2 separate regions of the Mus musculus genome follow, and region 2 is linked to region 1. A link is a contact called in public HiChIP or PLAC-seq data. All regions are on one chromosome and are shown on one strand. Each heading gives the region's core, a stretch centred on a gene start, on an enhancer-like site or on the middle of the called end of the contact. The rest is flanking DNA. Distances are from core to core; before and after follow the strand shown. Region 1 holds the start of Prmt2 (protein arginine N-methyltransferase 2). Region 2 overlaps Gm5134 (predicted gene 5134).

Evidence for each region. HiChIP or PLAC-seq counts read pairs in DNA pulled down with a chosen protein or histone mark.
Region 2: a contact with region 1 is called in an H3K4me3 HiChIP or PLAC-seq map of embryonic stem cells, with 14 read pairs. The contact joins the enhancer-like site here to the promoter of Prmt2 in region 1. A contact is called at or near these places in 13 of 39 promoter capture datasets (the 3T3-L1 cell line, cranial neural crest, embryonic stem cells and 4 more), 2 of 15 datasets of contacts at CTCF or cohesin (embryonic stem cells and stem cell-derived epiblast-like cells), 12 of 484 Hi-C or Micro-C datasets (cerebral cortex, embryonic stem cells, myeloid progenitors and 1 more), 7 of 115 datasets of contacts at active chromatin or transcription factors (embryonic stem cells, intestinal crypt epithelium and stem cell-derived neural progenitor cells) and 3 of 9 other capture datasets (adipose tissue, embryonic stem cells and pancreatic islet).

What each region holds. Positions count from the first base shown.
Region 1 is chr10:76,235,717-76,239,696 of GRCm38.p6, forward strand. Prmt2 (protein arginine N-methyltransferase 2) reads right to left here and starts at 2,149. Exons shown (of 11, transcript NM_133182.3): 1 at 2,034-2,149; 2 at 996-1,105. The coding sequence starts at 1,049.
Region 2 is chr10:75,992,378-75,995,858 of GRCm38.p6, forward strand. It overlaps Gm5134 (predicted gene 5134), which reads left to right. Exons shown (of 14, transcript NM_198635.3): 8 at 18-153; 9 at 1,448-1,555; 10 at 3,403-3,481. Among named protein-coding and RNA genes, the nearest start is that of Mir6409, 15 kb to the right of the region's middle. Within about 2 kb of position 1,419, at least 9 of the 459 cell types and tissues checked have an H3K27ac peak or open chromatin away from gene starts, as enhancers often do. A contact at or near this core is called in embryonic stem cells, where this site is marked.

The DNA of each region.
Region 1 (3,980 bases), core at 899-3,398:
AAAGGTACAGACGGTGCACAAGCAGACACAAAGCAGCCTCTAAAAGTGGAAGGAACCGTTCTGGACTTGAGAACAGATTATGACGTTAATCTTGTGTGTGTGTGTGTGTGTGTGTGTGTGTGTGTGCGTGCGCGCGTGCGCGCATGTTTTGAGAAAACTGTGACAGTGTATTACGTTTTCATCTCTGCATGACAGATCCTCAGTGTCTACAATATTATTTTATAGTTGTCTTAATATTTACATTTCCCAAAAGAAACACTGGGCATTCGTAGAATTAAAACATTCTGCAGCTGAAGATGGAAAATGATGAATGAAATGAAAAATAAATCCTACATATAAATATGCCCAGTACATACATACCCAGTCACTGGGCACGGAGGCTTTTAATTCCAGTGTTCAGGAGCCAGAGGCAGGCTGATCTCTGTGAATTTGAGACCAGTCATGTCTACATAGCAGTTCCAGGCCAGCCATAGATGCACAGTAAGACCCTATATCAATAAGTTAAGTAATTGAATAAATTAAAACCCAAGGGAAGGCATACCATTAAAAGGGACACAAAACTGGCTGATGCTGACACCACAGACATGAAAATCTTGATTTTTTTAATAAACCTTTTTATTTGAATAGTCATTTCATTAACTGTACATAATCAATATTCCTTAAGATTGAAGGAGATCTTTTCTCTGGTAACATGGATCAAACTGAATATACGTACCCAAGACAGATCTTCTCGAGTACCAAGCATTTTCCTGGTCCTATGCTACGGCCATCTAAGAACAAGTACAAGAATCTGAAGCATGCTGAAGTGTCCCCTGAAGTGTTCATGACAATACACAGCATGGGACCTAATGACCAGACCCATCCCCCTGCCTCAACGTTCTCTAAATTCAAGCATCCTCCTGTGAGCCAGGACCTTGAGAGACAAGGAGAGTGACATCACCCCTGTAAGCTGGTACTGTTCCTCTGTATGATCATTACACGTGGCTCTTACGTACCAGAACCGGGATGACCTGTGACTCGCTGCAGGGACCTTCTCCTGGTGCCTCCATAGTTCAATATGATCATGTCTCATAACTGGGGCTTTACTTCAGTTTCTCTCCCATGCCTACTTGAAAGAAGAGAGAGAAGCACAAAGTGTTACACTGCCTGGTCAGTAATCTCATTTCACGGCTACAGTTTACTGTATGTGTTAAGAATGGAACAGGATTGGCGTTTTATCATCACAATTCATTAGAGGGCTTTTTAAATTAAAAAATCCAAATGCTGTGTGCTTCCTTTAATATGCTAGATTTATTCCTCTGAAGTCTCCTTTTTTAAGAGATATTTATGAAGCCTCTTTTTACTTAGAATAAATCAGTATCATTTTTTTTAGGAACACTTAATAGCTTAAACTCAAATTAAAACACCTTGCCCAGTACTTGACCTAACCCACAGGCAGAACTGAAATCCCCATGCCCGACACCCTCCTGTTCTTTAATTCTATTTTTTTACCCCCAGGGGCAATGTAACCCTAACTGGCTCTGAGATTACATCGATTCTTTGTTTAAACGCCTGTTGTGCGTCCAGATCTGGACTTCATACTTACTTCGTAATAATTAGAATCACAAATTATTTACAATTATATTTTCAGTGAAAAGCCTGGGAGGGTGCCCGGAGGAAGAAAGACAATGAATTGGAGGGTTCTCCAGGCCAAGCAGATGAGGCCATAGAGGCCAAGAATATAGAGGCATGGGGGATGTGGCTCGGGATACAGAAGGCAGGTGGGCGTGGTCCTGGAAGGGCGTGGCTCTAAGAGCCAGCGGAGGTGCGCAGGGGGAATTGAGAGGTGCAGCGAAAGGAGAGCGAAGAGGGCGGACGGTGCTGAGAAAAGGGGAGGGGGTAGCTGGAATAGAACCTTCGAGAGGGCACTCTAAAGCCTCCAGAGGGGGCGGAGGCCTCAGTGCGCTGGAGACATGCACAGGGAAGACCTTTTGCCTAGCTTGCCCTGCCTCACTTGCGATCCAGATGTCTAAGCTGTCCATTAAGAAACCTACCTCAGCCGCGTTTCTCCGCTGAATTCTAGGCTATACCAGAAAGGAACAGACGATGCCCACCCGAAGCCTGAGCCGCCGCCCTGGACCTGCGCAAGCGCGGAGCACTCCAGCTGGCCGAAGAGCACGCCCCGCCCAGGCCTGGGTGTCCTGCGCAAGCGCAGTGTGTATAAACTCGGTGCTGGTAGCTGTAGATAGTCTTGAGACAGGGGTTTTCTCTAAGAGCTTGTCACTCAGCGCAAGCGCATTTTCTGTCCCTGCTTCCGGCCGGTCGCATTGGGCCTTAAGGCTGCAAGACGCAGGTGAGAAAGTGTAAGGATCGACTTACCGGGAGATCTGTGGGAAGACTGGACTCCGGGTTGGAGGCCACAGGTGGTGTAGACCGCGCCCCCAGCGGATTCGAACCGAGGCAACAATTGGCAGGCTGAAGCAGGAGTGCGTACTAGCGCTGTCCTGAGTGTACCTGGGACTGCCGGTGTGTTTGATGCCCTTCTCCGAATGCTTAATAACCTAGTTTTGATCTGAATCAGCTTCTGCAGAATGGGACCCCCCTACAGTATCTTGGACTAAGTTTTGATCGTGGAACCAACATAGCTACTGAGACACGAAACACACCAGAGACCCCAAGTCCTGAAGATCCTGTGCTGAAGGGGTTGGGGGCGGAGGAGCAATGACACTGACATCAGGTGACCCTAAGCAAGGTTTCTTAAGCTTTCTCCACTAGCAATCCCATCCTACTCAGAAAGTTTTTCAGCGACTCTAGGTATCTAAAATAGGCATACGAATCAAACATTTACTGATAAGTGAATCAGAAAAGAATTTATTGTAAAACTCGGCATACACACAATTTTACCACTGACTAGAGACAAAAGCAGATTTGCATACTAATTAGGTGGATGCGTTTGTCCAATATAATCTAGACACTCTAATACATGCTGAGGAATGATAGGGAAATATTAAAATTCTTTGTTTTCTATAATTAAACCATCATGCTTCGGTTCGTGCAGTAGAAACACCACAGCTCATAACATAATCAATCATTCCAAACCTGCTGTGAGGCATCTCAGGGCTTGCAAGGCTTGTGCAAACCACACCTGTTGTGCCTTCAGTCCATCGGTTCAGTGGAGTCGCACAATGAACTGCAGCCAAGGGATGGGTCTGTCTGTGTGAGGACCTGGTCCTTTTTTTAAATCTGCCCAGTTTTCCATTTCCACCAGATGAAGAGGGCTGAAGCTCTGAGCCAGGATGCCACAGGTTGAAAAGAGTTTCCCACAATCTTCCAAGGCAGAAAAAACTGTCCTCAGAGCCCCCAGTGTGGCAGGCCTGAGACCTATTCTTGAAAGCCTGCTGGTGCCACGAAGCTCAGGCTCCAGGCACTAGGATCCACCCTTGCTAACCTAACATAGGAAAGGGTACCTGTGGTGGCTGAATAAAGAATGTGGCTTTGTAAGGGCTGGAGGTGGCTTAGCAGTTAAGAGCAGTTACTGTTTTTGTAGAAGACCCAAGTTTGGTTCCCAGCACCTATGTTAGGTTGCTCACAAACCACCTGTAACTTCCAGCTCCAGGGGACTCACTGCACTTGGGAGGCCGAGGCAGACGGATCTCAGAGTTCAAGACCAGCTTGGTCTACAGGTTGAGTTCCAGGATAGCCAGAGAAACCCTGTCTCAAATAACCAGAAAAAGAAAATTCTTTTTGTAAAAAGTGGAGTGTGATGCCTGCAGATTTGTCTCAGTGGCTAAGAGCATTTGGGCGCTTACAGTGGACTGGAATTGAATTCCCAACATCTAGATTAGGCAGCTCACAAGCACCTGTAATTCCAGTTCCAGGGGCTCTGATGCCCTCATCTGGCCTCCATGGGCACTGGAATGCATGCAGTATGCGTACAGCTGAGCAGGCACACCCAGGAGTTATTTTTAAAGTGGATTCCAATGCCGCTACCTTCCTTTTAA
Region 2 (3,481 bases), core at 169-2,668, 240 kb before region 1:
TCTTCTGTTCTTGGCAGGTTTCTGTCCAGCGGTTTCTGGCAGGAAAGAGCAGGCTTCACATGGAAGGTGGCTGCCTATTGTGCGGCTACTTAAAGCTGCTGCCCATGTTCCTCATGGTGATGCCGGGCATGATCAGCCGTATCTTGTACCCAGGTAAATTCTTGATTCTGTCACGGCTCCCTTGGCGACCTGGAGGACATCTGAAATACGGTGTCTCCCGAGGTGTAGTGCTTATTGGGGTTGCCTGGAGGGCCTCTTTAGAATGTGTTGGAATTGACAGGCAGCAATACAGGCATTCCAAGGTGTTAAGTAAAACAGATGTATGCATTTTCCCATGACACAGTCATGTTCCTCCCCACAAAAGGCCCAGCACAACTTTGGAAGACAGTCTTTAGGAGTTCCGGTTGCTCTGTCCCATTGCAGGCCTCATGCCTGTGTCTCAGGTGCTGAGCCGGGATCTCTTTGATACAGTGTTTCTCACAGCCCCAGACTGGGCATTCCCAGTGGAACTCAAGAGACAATCTTGAAGAGGCTGCTTCTGTAAGAAAGACCAGAAGAAAGGCCCACATTCTTTCTACTAAATACTATTAACTTGCCCGCCTCTCCTAATGAGTGATCAGAATTCCATAATGTATTTCATCCCTGTGTCGACTGACTTTTGCTAGTTTGATCTGTCTCTCAGGCAACGAGTCTTGCTTATTGGTTAGGTAAGGGAACAGTTTCTCTGGCAAGTATTGCTAGCAGTCCAGATAGCATGGGTGAATTCTAGCACTGCATGCTGCTAAGTGTCTCTGTCAAGGTCAAAGAAAATGGAGAACAGCTCTTATGTTCAGTCACATGAGCAGCAGCCATCTCTCACTCTACCTCACCCTTCTGTCTGTCTGCCCCGAGACATGCTTCTTTCTGTGTGCCCCCCCCACCCCCACCCCACTTTAATAGAGAGGAGATTCAACAACTCAACAACTCACTCTTTGCATCTGCTCTTCAGTAATCAAGCAGTGCCATGCGATCTCATGAATATTTATAACTAGAAAATCGACCTCTCTGCTCTCCATGACTTGAGGAGTCTAACGTACCATGTTGAACTATGCCCATCTTGGGGCAAAGAGTAGTGAATTTCTGAGATCCAAGGTCCAACGTTAGTGCATGGTGGATGGTTCAAGGGCTTTCTTAACACTTCATTGGGACCTTTGAAAGCTTTGTAGAGATTCTGTGGCTTGCTCTGGGACCAGCAGAAGGACAGAGCATTTGACATCCTGGATCCCGAGTCCCAGCTCTTTATCCCTTTGTATAGAAGAAGGATCTTGGATTGGATAAGCCTACGGTGGATGAGGAGTCTGACACCAATCTGTCTGAGTACGGTTCCAGATCTGCTTCCCCTCCCCCAAGCTCAGAGTTGAGAGCACTATGACCCGGATGTTGATCCAACCCATACTTCTCTCTGCAGATCAAGTGGCCTGCGTCGTGCCTTCGGAATGCCAGAAGTTCTGTGGCCGAGGAACCGGTTGTAGTGCCCTGGCTTACCCAGTGCTGGTCTTAGGAGTGATGCCTCATGGTAAGAAGTGGACCTTTCCACCGAGGGTTCCATGGCTGCCTTTGGGAAGGCAGGTAAGAGGAGCCTCCAGGAATGGCTTCCTTACCAGCCAGACCATCACGCTGCACGTAGAGGCAAGCTGTGTGTTGGGAGGGGTTAGCATTGGAAGCCTCCGCCCTCTCCTTCCTTCCCACACTGAAGTACACATCCTCACAGAGGCACAGCCTATACACATTTGATTGTATTATTTAGGTCACCTGCTCATTTATTCGGAAACTGGTTCCATACGGCCTAAGTCTTTGTTGTAAACCCCTAGAACACAAAACACCAGCAAGAACAGTGCTATCCTCAAACTCATGAAAAAAAAAAAGTCGGCAGCATCCCTGGATATCAGCATTTCCATAAGCTCCGATACAGACTGAAGGAGACACTGGCCACACTACAGTCTAGGAAGGAAACTGTCTAATTCTGATCCTGAGCCTTGGGAAGTACCCTGTCCTAGAGCAGCCAGGGCTGGGACTGGAGGGCAGTGCTTAAAGGAGGGAAAATTCTGGAATCCTAGTCTTATGTCTTCTAGCCCTGAAGGACCCACTAAAATTAGTTGGGGCACTGCCACAGTGAGCTTTCAGGTAGGGTGCTGGTTACCTTAGGACTCTCCTGATAGCACAAAAGAAACTTTCAACCTGGCAGTGGTGGCACATGCATTTAATCCCAGCGCTCGGGAGCCAGAGGCAGGTGAATCTCTGAGTTCACGGACAGCCTGGTCTACAGAGAACAGCCAGGCTACACAGAGAAATCCTGTTTTGAAAAAAATCTAACAAAACAAATCAAATTCAAACAGAGCAGCCTCCCACCAGGCGGCAGGTGGTGGCACACGCTGTGACATCTCTGGAGTGTTGGCAGGTGGTGGCACACGCTGTGACATCTCTGGAGTGTTGGCAGGTGGTGGCACACGCTGTGACATCTCTGGAGTGTTGGCAGGTGGTGGCACACGCTGTGACATCTCTGGAGTGTTGGCAGGTGGTGGCACACGCTGTGACATCTCTGGAGTGTTGGGCGAATGCTTCCTCTGGATGCTGGGTGAGCTCATCTACTTACCTGCTCCACAGCCTCGCTAAGCCAAACTGAGCCAAATTTAAGTGTAAAGGCGGGTTTGCTGGGGCAGCTCTCTGGTGGGTTTCCCCGATCTCACAGGAGGAGGTCAGGGAAGTTGCCCCTGAGCTGGGGTAGGGGCTTTCTATAGGGTAGGGAAGAAGAAGTGGTAGTATGATGGTAAGGTATGGGCATAGATTTATTAGGTGAGTTTAGGGTCCTGTAAGTGAGTCTTAGGTCCGGTGGTCACTTTGGAATCTGATACTAGGTGTCGGCTTTGTCTACTGTTTTGTGGGGTCTATCCTCCCTGGGCTTTTGGGATGGTAGGCTGTGGACCGGAAGAGAAAGGCAGGGACCTCCTGGTTCATGCCATCTTGGCCTCCATCCCAAAACCTCCAGCCTAACACCTACATCTTAACATCCTCATGGTAGGCACTGTCTGCCCACTTCACAGATGAAGAGCCATGCTTCCTGCCTATAGCAAGGACATCTCCAAGTTGGGGCACAAACAATCCACCTCACAGGGCTGTAGTAGGCAAGGGCACGACAACCTGGCACAGACTAACCCTCCGAGAAACTGTAGCTCCCGTTATCCTGTAAGGAAGCAGCAGGCAACTGTTGTCCTGGCGCCAACGGAGAACAAATGTAACATGGGGCGTCCTTGATGGGATTCCACTCCAGGTTTGTCCAGGCTGCACTATTCCTTTGGCGGCAGAGGCCCTCGCTGGCCTGGTCAGGGAGCTGTCAGTCCAGGCAGTGTGTTCTTTTCCTTCCAGGCCTGCAAGGCTTTATGCTGTCCACAGTGTGCGCCTCCCTCATGTCTTCCTTGACGTCTATTTTCAACAGTTCCAGCGC